Regions from separate parts of the Mus musculus genome. Here all the other regions are linked to region 2. Evidence: chromatin contacts called from public ChIA-PET and HiChIP or PLAC-seq data. All regions are on one chromosome and are shown on one strand. The core of a region is the stretch at or near the end of the contact, and the rest is flanking DNA. Distances in the headings are between cores, read along the strand shown.

Region 1 (4,203 bases), core at 491-2,990, 610 kb after region 2:
ATAAACTCCCTGCCTCTTAATGAGTCCCGCAAGCCTCACTGCCCATTGCAGTATTCTCTATCAGCACGTAAGAGGCTGGAATTGGCAGCCAGAGGGCACTGTGAAGGGTGTGCAGGGAAATCCATCCAGACAGGGTCATCAACTATAGTAGTGAGCCTCAACACAGGCCACTCTGAAACTCCCCCAGTTAAGAGCAGGCAGACATACAACATAAGAGACCACTCAGTTAAAAAAGAAAAGAAAAGAAAAAGTATAACAAACAAACAAAACAACCCATTGAGTATAAACTTATTTCTCTTGGCTTTAAAAATATGCCTAACAGACTTTAAGTTCCCTGGGATGACACATTTATATAAAGTGAGGGTGCCTTCTAAGGCTTACTCTCAAAGGTTAATACCAATGAAGACATGGATAGGAGGAATGAAGGCCTGACAGAAATGGATGAACAAGAAATTCCTCCTGCCTAGGCACAACCATTAAAGCTATCTGACGGGTGAAAGGTACTGCCAGCCTGCCAGGTAAAAGGACCAAGGCACCAGAAACCCTTTCATCACCGTTATTTTCTGGATAACCCTTTCATTAACCATTACTTTCTAGTATATGGAACTGTTTAGGTCCAGTTATAGTTCTCAAGTGAAGATGATAACACAGGAAAAACGCTGCATGTTATGTAAAACTTAAATAGCTGGGCTAAATCTCAAAGAGCTCTTCATGACCCCAGGGCTGGGGACACAGCTCCATAGATAGTTTGAAAAACCAGCACCAAAAGGGTCCCAAGCCACTAGCAGCTATGACAAAAGGAAAAGAAAAATACTATTTAAAAAAGAAAACCCCAAACTTTCGTTTTTTTAGGGGGTTAATTCAGCTCCTAGTTGTATCCTCCTATCATGATGTGTTCCTCCACTGAAAATCACTGAAAGGTGCTTTAGGATCGATTAGCACTGACCAACCTTCCGAGGTCCCCATTTACCGTCCCACGTGGTGCAGACCAGCATCCGTTCCCCCCCAACCCCCCATACTCCGCAGGGCAGGCCACGGGCTGCCCTGCGACACCTGCCCGCAGCTCTGACCCAGCGCAGTACCTCCTGGGCTAGCTGCCCCGGGACCTCCAGCATCCGCACCTCTGCAGCGGTGAGTGACCGCAGCGTGATCAGGAAAACGCCAGGAGGCCGGAGCCACAGGGGCTCGGCGCGATCGCCCCTGGTGACAGTCACACCAGCCAGGAATTGTTCAAAAGGAGAATACGGCGAGAGGCGGCCGGTGGGTGGGGGATGGGACCGCGGACGCGCCGGGTGGAAAGCCGCCGTGCCGGCTGACCCCGCGGTGGGGACGCCGAAGCCACGACCCTCCTGGGCTGCCCGTCCTGGCTTCACCCCAGTCCGCGACGGACGGGAAACGCGGATTCCCAAGGCCACGGCACGCAGGGGGAGAAGGCCGGGGCTGAGGCGAGAGCAGCTCGGGCCCCAGACTCACCCGCCGGCGAAGAGATGAAGCAGCGTGTTCTCTTTCTGCTGAGTGCCCGTCGCCATGGCCGCGCCGGCTCCGCGGCCCGCCGCAGCCGCTCGTGGGACGCGCGAGGTCTTGAGCTCCGCTGGCTTCGCTGCCTTCCTCAGGCAGCCGCCGACGCGCCCATGCGCGCGGGAGGCCCAGGCGCCCGGCTCCCTCCGCGGCGTCGCGCCCGGCCAGTCAGCGGCCTCTGCGGCGCTTTCCAGCCGCTAGGCAGAGAGCCTAGCGCGCGGCCGTCACGTGGCGGAGGCCGGGCCGTGACGTCGCGGGGCGCGGCGCGGCGGAGGTGTGGGCCCGGATCCCGTACGCCTATTGGACGGCAGGTGGATGTGGGCGTGGCGGTCGTGCAACGCGGGGCGGGATCAGGCCCCGAAGGGCTGCTCAGGATAATAAGAGGATGACCAGCAAACTGGTCAAAGCTGCTTGGTCCTTCTCAGAGGCTGGAAACTGAGTGTGTAACCATGCCCTATGCTCCAAACCTCTTCTTCTTTTTCTTCTTTTTAAAATTATGTTTATGTGTGTGTGATTTGTTTTTTTTTAAGACAGTCTTACATTGCAGTCCTGGACTGCCTGGAACTTGCCATGTAGACCAAGCTTGGCCTCAAATTCACATTTTATCCGCCTGCCTCTGCCTCCCAAGTGCTGGGCCTAAAGGCGTGCGCCACCACTACCCAGCACCTTGGAACTTTCTATGTAGACCAAGATAACCTCGAAGTCACATTGATCCTTTTGCCTCTGCCTCTCCAGTGCTGAGATTACCCAGCTGTTTTTTGTGGTTTTTATTGTGTGTTTTTAAGGGATGTCATGGGTTCACACATGCCACTGTCTAATGGTGAAGACCAGAGCACAGCTTGCAGGAGTCAGTTTTGCCTATTCATCATGCAGGTCCCAGGAATTGACTTGTTTTTTGAGACAGGGTTTCTCTGTGTAGTTCTAGGTGTTCTGGAACTTACTGTGTAGACCAAACTGGCCTCAAACTCACAGATCTACCTGCTTCTGCCTCCTGAGTGCTGTGATTGAAGGCATGAGCCACCATGCCTCACGGGTCCCAGGAATTGGACTCAAGTTGTCGGATTTGGCTGCAAGTACATTTACCCTGAGCTCCCGATCTTTTTAAGAATTTCATTCTGTAATATTTCCATGTATAAACATGTATGGTGATTACATATTACATCTCACAGCTCTGAGCTTAAATAGGAAAAAAAAAAAAAAAACACGTCACCTAAACAGCCTGCCCTCCTCTAGCCTACCCTTAGTGTTTTGTGTGTTCTTGATCTTTCTATAAATAGCATTATATTTGGTATGTATTTTGCAGTGTGAATTTTGTACTGTGTGCGCTGATGCTCGGACTTGAGCGACCCAGATCGCTCCTCCCCTTAAATATCCTGGACCACTGCCACAGTGAGCCTGGCATCTTCTTACCTCCAGGTCTGGCTCTTGGCTGGGCTTTGCCTGGTTGCCCTGGCAGCACCCTGATCACATGGCTTCGGTGACTCCATGTGGGCTCGTGTACTCACTCTGTTTTATTCAAACTGTTTGTCCCATTCTGGAATGCAAGCTCCATGGGAGTGGGGGGCCTTGTTTTTACACTTCATGGTTGTTCTTAACAGATTGTTCCTGTCACGGTACCTGCCACCTAGTACTGCCCAGGGAACTAATAAACAAATGTCCTAGATTGAACTGATCATTCTACTCCTCCCCCAAGCCTGCTCAGTCTCTTCTGTTCCCTGCCCTGGTAGTGACTCTATATTCTGCACAGGCACCAAGGCCATTAATGTCAGCTTCTAAACTGACTCATACTCTCTCCCTTCCCCTCCCTCCCTCCCTCCCTCCCTCTCTTCCCTCTTTCTTACTTTCTCCCTTCTTCTGCTTCTGACACTTCTAGCTCTGACAAGTCTTGGAACTCATCCTTTCCTTCCTTCCTTCCCCCTCCCCTGCTAGGGACTCCAGGTCTGTGTGTGTCCCACCAACTCTGCAGCTGAGAGGAAGCTGTCCCCACAGGCCACTCCTTTGCTCCTTTACCTTCCAGAGTATTCGGATGCAGAACACACCAACCCATTGTCTTCCGTCTCCCACATCTGATGAGAAGCACCGCCTTTAACCGGCTGAGCTGCCAGACGTCCTGTGTGTACACAGAGGGAAACTGGAGTAGGAGGCGAGCTGTGAGCAAACACGGCAGATCTGTATTTGATAGTGGGCATTGCTTAGAAACAACTGCTAGGCTCAGTCACCTGCAAACACAGTGATTGCTCTATAGTAAAGCCATTGCTGCCAGGCAGAGCTGGGCATAGCAGCGATCCAAATCTGGGCATAGAGTTCAGTGGTAGAGCGGAGCTCTCCATGTGGGAGGATCCATACCAGCTACACTCTAATATTGGACAAAGGAAAGGAAAAGGTGAGATTCTTCATCTTTCTTGTATCTACCAAATCCTTCGCTTTCGTTGCTTAGGAAATGAGAGCTTACTTTAGCTGACATAGATTTTTAAGTCTTTTTTTTTTTTTTTTTTTTTTGGTTTTTCGAGACAGGGTTTCTCTGTGTAGCCTTGGCTGTCCTGGAACTCACTCTGTAGACCAGGCTGGCCTTGAATTCAGAAATCTGCCTGTCTCTGCCTCCCAAGTACTGGGACTAAAGGTGTGCGCCACCACTGCCCGGCTGATTTTTAAGTCTTTTAATAAAAAAAAAAATTATGTGTATAA
Region 2 (4,000 bases), core at 587-3,086:
CTAAGAACAAACAAAACAAAAATACTATTCCATAAGTGCCTGTCAAGGCAACCAAGCCTGAAACACTCAAGCACTTTATCAGAACCCATCAGTCTGTACTCAGACACTGAAGACCACCATCTCAGAAGTGAGACAGTTAGAGGGATTTGCGGGCGGCATCCGAGAACCGAGCTGGCCTTACTAATTTCTCGATGAAATCATCCACGGCTTGCCCGGCCTTCACAAGCAGGATGACCCGGCGGGGCTTCTTTAGTTTGGAGACCATGTCCTTTAAGGACTGTGCACCAACCACCTTGGTGCCCTTCGCCTCGTTGGCCAAGAAGTCATCGACTTTGGAGACTGTCCTATTGAAAGCACAGACCTGGAAGGACAAAAGGCCTGTCAGAGGATCTGGCACACACATGACCCTCGGGTGGTAGATGCAGCAACAGAGAAACGTCTACTCTGTCCAAGGTCTAGCGAGAGCTGACCTGCCTTTTCTTTTTAAGTGCTAGGCAATCTCTGCAAAGTCCAGTCACAGCAGAGAGCCCAGGGAAAGGCGGTTGCCACTTGTTGCTTATCAGGTTGAGCCTGTCACTACTACCTGGGTCCTTTGTCCCTGGTAATCCTGGTGTCTAAGCCATGCTACTATTTAGAAAGAACATTCAGAGCCCACAGGCAGGAGGATCCTCTGACCCTGGACTCAGAAAGCTGAGATGAGAGGGCCCTGAGACTCCAGTGTGACAACACTGTGAGACAAGCTGCTGTCTACAAAGAAAAACAATCTCCATGTACCCCAAGTTTTCCTAGCTACAGCTTCCAAGATCTGGGTCCCTTTACATCTATGGTTTTCAACCTTCCTAACGCTGCGACCCTTTAATATAGCCCCTCGTGTTGTGATGACCCCCAATCATAAAACTATTTTCATAACTACGCAATAACTGTAATTTGCTAGTGTTATAAATCATAATGTTGAGAACCACTGCTTTTATATTTATTTCTATCCAAGGAGGCTCTTCCCTTAACTACAGAGGGAGCACGACTAAAGCAGAAATTCTTCTACAAAGACACCAAACAGTGCTTACTGAGTGATGCCTTGGGATCTCTGAAAAACAAATCACAGCTCTCAGCGGGAAGGCAACGTGTCCTCACTACTTACCACAAATCCATGATCATTCATGTTCAAAATTAAGTTCTGGCCCATGACAGCCAGTCCGATCAGTGCAATGTCAGCTCTGAAATGACAAAAAAAAAAAAAAACAATAAAGCAAACACAAAGAAAGGATATTAGTGTTACTTAGTGGCTTTTATTAGGACTGGCAGCCTGCACCCTTCTCGGCTCACACCATGCACCTAGGATCGACCGCACCCTGCACCCCACAGTTCCATGGAAGTTCCTTCTAAAGGGCGTCCGGGCACACGAAGCCACCCATGCCCTGCCCCTGGCCCTGCCCGTCGTTCCTTATGGCCTGGCCAGCACAAGGGGCGTGGGCCGTCCCCGACCCAGCGCGGCCTTCCTTCCCCGCGAGCCCGTCGCAGCCGCAAGCTCCCACGAAGGGGTGGCGGAGCTTGCGCTGGCCATGGCGGGGACCCTGAGGTGCAGGGGTCAGGGCTGCGCGAGGAGACCCAGGCGACCACCGGGGCTGAGGAGAACAGGGAGACAACTGAGCAGAGCCCCGCCATCACCACGCTCAGCCCCGGAAGTCTCCCGGGCCCGACTGCGCGTGTCGGTCACTCACTGGGCCATGGCGGAGGCAGACGAAGCAGAGTCGAGGAGGAAGAAACGCGAAGGACCGAGCGCTCCGAGGCAAGTACAGTGAAGTCCGGCTCCCGGCGCCTCGAGAGGCTTACAGAGACGCTGGCCAATCAGAAGACAGGGGTGGGCCGATGCCCCACGCTATTGGGTCTCTGCGGCGCCTGTTATACCACCTGAGGGCAAACGGACCCGCCCACCCCCGGGGCCCAGATCTGTAGAGCGCCGAGCAGTCGATGGCACCTCGAGCTGGAGAGGAGCGTTTAAAGGGCTTCTTCTAAGTGTTCTAGGAGCGTTTAAAGGGCTTCTTCTAAGTGTTCTAGCGGGACCTTGCACGATGCCTCCCGCTCGTGCGGAAGCTCGGGTCTGCAGCTCGGCGTGAAAGAGAAGACATTAAGGGCTTGGTGCAGCCCTTACCAAGCCCACTGGCGTTTTTGATCCATGGCTGCTGCTTCCCTTCACTGTCCCTCAACTCTGAGGCAGGAGTCAAGTCTGTCCTATCTGTGGGAACCTCAGTGTGTACCATTTTTGCAGGTCAAGAAACAGCGGTGCAAACTAAGACGAGACGGTCAGCAAGTAAAGAGCCAAGCGGGTGGAAGTGGAACCCACTCCGCAAAGTTGGCATCTGACCTCCACGTGCAGCAGTGGCGCGTGCGCCCACTCGCACAGAAAGAGAAAACGAAGCGGAGGAGAGGCTTGAGGGGTTTTGGGGGGGTGGTTTCATAATTATTTATTTTTTGTGTATTGGTTTGCCTGCATGTATGTCCGTGTACCTCGTGCGTGGCCGATACTCGGGGAGGCAAGACTGGAAGTGAGTTCTTCCTTGTGCTTGTAGCGGAACACAAGCACTCTTCTCTACCATTTCCTCAGCCCCACTACAGTTTCCGGCGCTGGAGGTCTGGGGTGCTGTTTCGCCCGCTGGTCAGACACTTTTAGTTTCAATTTACTTTTCCATTCAGACTCAGGTGTTGGTGCGCTGCTTTCTTTTTTCTTTTCTTTTTTTTTTTTTTTTTTTTTTTTTTTTTCGGGGGGCGGGATTTTTTCTCTGTGTAGCCCTGCCTGTCCTGGAACTCACTCAGTAGACCAGGCTAGCCTCGAACTCAGAAATCCGCCTGCCTCTGCCTCCGGAGTGCTGGGATTAAAGGCATGTACTACCACGCCTGGCTAGGTTCAGGTTCTTTCCATTGCCTACTCTCTCTCTAGGAGTGGCTATCATGTCCTTCAATGAATTCCTTTTATCTTTTGTAAGTTTTGCACACAGCACATAGACATAACGCTTGATGGTAAATGAAAAGACTGGCTTGCACCAGCTTCTTGAATTTTTTTCCCTCACTCCAGTACTACGAATCAAATCGTAGGTTTTGAGCATTCTAGACAAGTGCTTTGCCACTGAGCTATATCCCTTGCCTGGCCCTAAGTGACTTTCTGTTTCTCTCTGTGTCTGTATCTGTTTCTGATAAATGCCTAATGTCCCTACTCCTCCAGCCCCCTATAACCAACACACATTTATCCCAACTCTGAGCTGGTTAGACCATTATTTCCAAAACAAGGGTGGGAACAAGGGAGTACTAGGTAAGAGCTCCTGGAAGAGTCTTAAGAGTCAGCCCATTGTCTTATCAGGTACAAGGCTCGGGGGTGGACGAGCTTCCAGAAAAACCAGAAAAAAAAAAAAAAAAAAAAAGACAAGATCTCAGTCCACAGCCTTGGCTGTGGTTTTTAAATTTGCTGTGGTGTTGAATCTTGAACTTCTATATTAGTCAGGGTTCTCTAGAGTCACAGAGCTTATGGAATGTCTCTATATATTAAGGGAAATTATTGGAGTGACTTACAGTCTATAGTCCAACTAACCCAACAATGGGCAACTATGGATGGGAAGTCCAAGAATCTGGTAGTTGCTCAGTCCCACGAGGCTGGGTATTTTAGCTGGTCTTCTGTATAAGCTTGAATCCTGTGCTGGCAAGTAAAAGCAAGCAGGCAAAGAAGAGTGAACCATCCCTTTTCCCATTGTCCTTATGCAGGTCTCCAGCAGAAGCTATGTTTACCACCATGCCTGGATTTGGGACTTGCTCTGCCCCAGACTGGCCTTGAACTCAGAGATTTGCTTGCCTCTGTCTCCTGGGATTAAAGGAGACAAGGAGACACTTACCTTCCTTGCCTGGGCCTAACCTTTCTTTTCTTTCTTTCTTTCTTTCTTTCTTTCTTTCTTTCTTTTTTTTTTTTTTTTTTTTTTTGGTTTTTCGAGACAGGGTTTCTCTGTGTAGCCCTGGC
Region 3 (4,410 bases), core at 279-2,778, 520 kb after region 2:
TGCTGAGCCTCAGCTGCTCTCCAGGACCCCTTCACACCTTCAAAATTAGCACCACCTGGGGGATTCTTACTCTCCAAGTTCGGCTGCCAGCCTCTGGAGCAGAGCTTCTGTTTACGGACTCTCAGGAAACACCTCCCAGAAGATTTTACCTTAGTGATGCCGGTCTCTTCTTCTTTTTTACATTTTTAAAATTTATTTATTTATTTTATGTAAGTACACTGTAGCTGTCTTCAGACATCCCAGAAGAGGGCATCAGATCTCATTATGGATGGTTGTGAACCACCATGTGGTTGCTGGGATTTGAACTAAGGACCTCTGGAAGAGTAGTCAGTGCTCTTAACCGCTGAGCCATCTCTCCAGTCCTTGGTCTCTTAATCCCTGCGAATTTCTCAGCTCCAGCTGACCAGCACCGAGTATCCCAGCAAAGCAAAGGTTTCACTTTACAAGTGCTGGTATCTTGTTAAACACAGGTAATTTTTCAGCCCCAGATGCCCAGAATCACAAATTCTTCACACAAAAGCCTGGTGGAATCTTTGCTTCCCTCTGAAATATCACAAGCCGTGCCTCCATCATCTGCACTAGTGACTTCCCTAGCTCAAAGTTCCAAAGCCCTATCACAGTCCTCCTCAAAACAACACGGTCAAGTCTGTCACATTCCTGGTACCAGCTTGTCTTAGGGTTTCTATTGCTGCAATAAACACCATCACAAAAAAAAAAAAACAAATTAGGGAAGAAAGGGTTTATTCAGCTTACACTTCTACATTGTAGTCCAGCACTGAAGGAAACCAGGACAGGAACTCAAACAGGACAGGAACTGGAGGCAGGAGCCGGCAATGGTGAGACCACAGAGGAGTGTACTGGCTTGCTTCCCCTGCCTCGTTCAGCCTGCTTTCTTATAGAACCCAGGATCACCAGCCCAGGGATGGCACCACCCACCATGGGCAGGGCCCTCCCCCATTGATCACTAATTCAGTAACAGCCCTACAGCTGGATCTCATGGAGGCATTTCCTCACCTGAAGCTCCTTCCTCTCTGATGACCCTACCTTATGTCAAGGTGACACAAAACCCCGGTCCACGCCCCCCATCCCCCAAAAAAGGGACAAGCTTTTTTACATTTATTCACATAATCTCACTATAGCTTTGTGCCCTTGATGTATTGTTTTATTTTGTTTTGTTTGTTTAGAAACAGGGTCTTTGCAGCCTTTCCCAGGCTGGTTTCTAATGTCTGAGTGTCAGCGATCCTGATCCTGCTATAGCAGCTCTCGGAGTACCTGGGACCAGGGGGGCCTGCCCACCCAGTGCTCTCTTCTCTTGATCTTTTTACCTAATTACAAGAGTCCTCTCTCTCCTTCCACTTCACACAGTTTCATTAAGCTTTGAATTCTCACCCTCCGGTTAATTCAAAAAGTCACTCAACTGTAGTTAAAAAAGCCATTAATTAGGACCTGAAGTTTCCCTCTCCTCTGGGGTAAAGTCCCTAAGCTCTGACCACAGGTCTGTCTTAATTGAGACTCCCAGAGTTTGTGACTCAGGGCAAGGAAGTGGGTGGGCAGGCCAGGGAAAATGATGCTTGTGTTGGCGTTGTTCATCCTGTCACAATTCTACCAAAAAAAAAAAAACAAAAACAAAACCCAAAACCCAAAACCCCACGAGTGTTTCCAGGAACTCGGCTCTGGAATAGGCCTGGCTTTGAAGACACCTGCTAAGCAATTCACTGCTCATTGCCTGGCCCAGGACAGGAACAGCAAACAGCACAAGGGAGTGACCTTGGGCTCAGGAGGAAGGATCAATGGCTCACTCAAACAGCTTCCGCAGGTATTCACAGGGGAGGCTCAGGTTCCCACCGGGAGCCTGTGAACCCGAGTTTCTTGTCAGCTATGAATGGAAGAAGTGCTCTGTTTGGGGGAAGAGCCTGCTGTGATTCCTACTGAGGGAAAAGCCAGAATAAATCGCTGAATAATGTTGCGAGTTCCTCCCCAAAAGGCACTGGGGTGGGTTTCTGGACCTAATTTTCTAGAATCATCTTAGAGATGTGTTGTGGCAACTGCTGAGGACCAAGTGAGAGGTGATTAAAGAAGAAGAAGAAGAAGAAGAAGAAGAAGAAGAAGAAGAAGAAGAAGAAGAAGAAGAAGAAGAAGAAGAAGAAGAACCTAGAAAAAAATTAAGCTAAACACAGGAAACAAAGCTGTCCTTAGAGAGCAGGTGACTTGCGGAATAACAGAAAGAACCTGCTGTTAATACCAGACAGCAGGGAGTGCTATGGGTCAGACCTGAGTTAAAAACCTGATCTTAGCCTGGTGCTATCATCTAAATATCCCTTCCTCCTCCTCTTCCTCCTCCTCCCCTTCCTCTCTCCTCCTTCCTCTCTCTTCCTCTCCCTCTCTCTTCCTCTCCCTCTCTCTCCCTCTCCCTCTCTCTCCCTCTTTCTTTCTTTCTCTCTCTCTCTCTCACACACACACTCCCCCCATGATGGCTCACAACTGCCTGTAATTCTTGCCTCTGTGGGCACCTCCTTCACACACATGTTGCAATATATGTACTCAAAATACATACATGCACAGAAAATAAATAAATCCAAAAACTAATAAGTAATCAAATCAACTCAAACTCAACCACCAAAGCTTCAGCAAGTTTTACTGGCGCTGGTTTTACGTACAACATATGACGGTTCTGTGAGAGACTGTATCCTCTCAGGACAGCCTCATGGACCACCCAAGGAGAGCAGATGGCCCTTGCAACCTCTGTGGCATGGTATGACCCACTTCAAGGTTGACTGGGTTTAAAGGGGTGAACAGACTGTCTCCCCCACACCACGGTCACATCAAGCTCCTGACTTTTGAGGTGTGATGAGTTTGCCCACACCCCAGCCAGCCAATGGATTCTGCGGTAGCCCCGCAGCTGGTCATCCTCTAGTCCAGCAGTCCGTCTGGAGGTGACCCACAGGACCTCTCCTGCACTTCTAGACAGGTGTGATGCTGCGGCTTGTTTTAGCCATCCTTAAAGAGGGGTTCCCACGACCCTTCCTTCGATTGCAGCCCCTCCTAGAGTGACTTCAGTACTCAGGAAACTCTTACCTAAATTTCTCAGTTTATGGCCAATGACATTCCAGAGGCTTCCAATGAGTGCCTGAGAGAGTAGGGAACAGAGAGGTGTGGAATTTCACACCCGAATGGGGATGCCACACCCCAGGATTGGCCATTCTCAGCCATCTAGAAGCAAACACTGTACTTTAGGGTTTTAGTCTTTGTTTATGGGGTTGGGGGCTTTTGGTTTTGGGTTTTTTGTTTTTTGTTTTTTTTGGTTTGGTTTTGGCTTTTTTTGTTTGTTTGTTTGTTTGGTGTTTTTTGTTTGTTTGTTTTCAACACAGGGTCTTACTGCCTAGCCCAGGTTAGCCTGGAACTTGTGTTTAGAAACTGCTGTTTAAAAAAAAAAGCCAGGCGGTGGTGGTCCACGCCTTTAATCCCAGCACTTGGGAGGCAGAGGCAGGCGGATTTCTGAGTTCGAGGCCAGCCTGGTCTACAAAGTGAGTTCCAGGACAGCCAGGGCTACACAGAGAAACCCTGTCTCGAAAAACCAAAAAAAAAAAAAAAAGTGTTGTCTAAAGGAAAGCCCGGCATCTAGGCCTCGTTTTTTTTTTGTGTCCCTGTGCATTCTTTTCTTTGGCTGAAGACAGAGCTAAAAGTCCTAAAGCTGCAGTCACCTTGGATTCCAGGAGAAGCAAAACCTCAGACAGGTCTCCTCGTTTCCGTCCTGCACCCTCTAGATGAGGGCAATTACCCATGAGAGTGAGGCTGTGCCCTAGAGGGCTATCCTCTGAGAGCCGACTGTCCCCTTGGGCAATAAAGACCTCATCGGACCACCTTGCAAGACAGGAGCTGACACAATGGCCCTGAAGTCCACACCTGGCCAGGACTTCTTACTGTGTGCACCCTTCCCATTTAAACAGAAAGTGTGCATCAGTGCCTTCAAGATGAATGGACATGGGGTCCTGGAAGCCTCTGTCTGTTTCTTTCCCTGGTGTAGCCACCCTGAACTCCTCAATTGTTGTGATGGGGGATGGGTGGCTTCACCTAGCTTGTTGAGACAGTCACAGCTCAAGGTTTGTAAAAAACAAACCAAACAACTGATTATACTTAAAGTCTTTCCAGTGACTAGCCCCAGTCCTAAGTCACTTTAGGGAAGCAGCTAGCAGTCAACTAAGGAGATGCAAAAAGAAATGTACTAATTTGCAGATTCCAAAGATTTTTAGAAGTTGTGTGACAAGACAGAAGGAAGGGGGGGGGGACCACTTCATAATATCCCAGCAACTCAGGGCTGCAGTAGGAGCTACCAACCTCCTTACCCACTAGGAAGGCTCATTCCAAACATTATTATGGATAACGAAAATGAAATGTCCAACCTGGCTCTTC

Evidence for each region. ChIA-PET counts read pairs in DNA pulled down with a chosen protein or histone mark. HiChIP or PLAC-seq counts read pairs in DNA pulled down with a chosen protein or histone mark.
Region 1: an HNF4G HiChIP or PLAC-seq map of pancreatic cancer cells shows a contact between it and region 2. The contact joins the promoter of Slc25a33 here to the promoter of Pgd in region 2. A contact is called at or near these places in 1 of 484 Hi-C or Micro-C datasets (neutrophils), 4 of 115 datasets of contacts at active chromatin or transcription factors (astrocytes, memory CD8 T cells, pancreatic cancer cells and 1 more) and 1 of 9 other capture datasets (liver).
Region 3: a contact with region 2 is called in an RNA polymerase II ChIA-PET map of memory CD8 T cells, with 5 read pairs. The contact joins the enhancer-like site here to the promoter of Pgd in region 2. A contact is called at or near these places in 1 of 39 promoter capture datasets (hippocampal neurons), 10 of 115 datasets of contacts at active chromatin or transcription factors (bone marrow-derived dendritic cells, bone marrow-derived macrophages, embryonic hindbrain and 4 more) and 2 of 9 other capture datasets (adipose tissue and liver).

The regions. Positions count from the first base shown.
Region 1 is chr4:149,772,527-149,776,729 of GRCm38.p6, forward strand. Slc25a33 (solute carrier family 25, member 33) reads right to left here and starts at 1,741. Exons shown (of 7, transcript NM_027460.2): 1 at 1,474-1,741. The coding sequence starts at 1,529.
Region 2 is chr4:149,164,869-149,168,868 of GRCm38.p6, forward strand. Pgd (phosphogluconate dehydrogenase) reads right to left here and starts at 1,837. Exons shown (of 13, transcript NM_001081274.2): 1 at 1,719-1,837; 2 at 1,139-1,214; 3 at 182-361. The coding sequence starts at 1,726.
Region 3 is chr4:149,682,278-149,686,687 of GRCm38.p6, forward strand. It overlaps a transcript of Pik3cd not described here. Among named protein-coding and RNA genes, the nearest start is that of Pik3cd, 21 kb to the left of the region's middle. Within about 2 kb of position 1,529, at least 12 of the 459 cell types and tissues checked have an H3K27ac peak or open chromatin away from gene starts, as enhancers often do. A contact at or near this core is called in memory CD8 T cells, where this site is marked.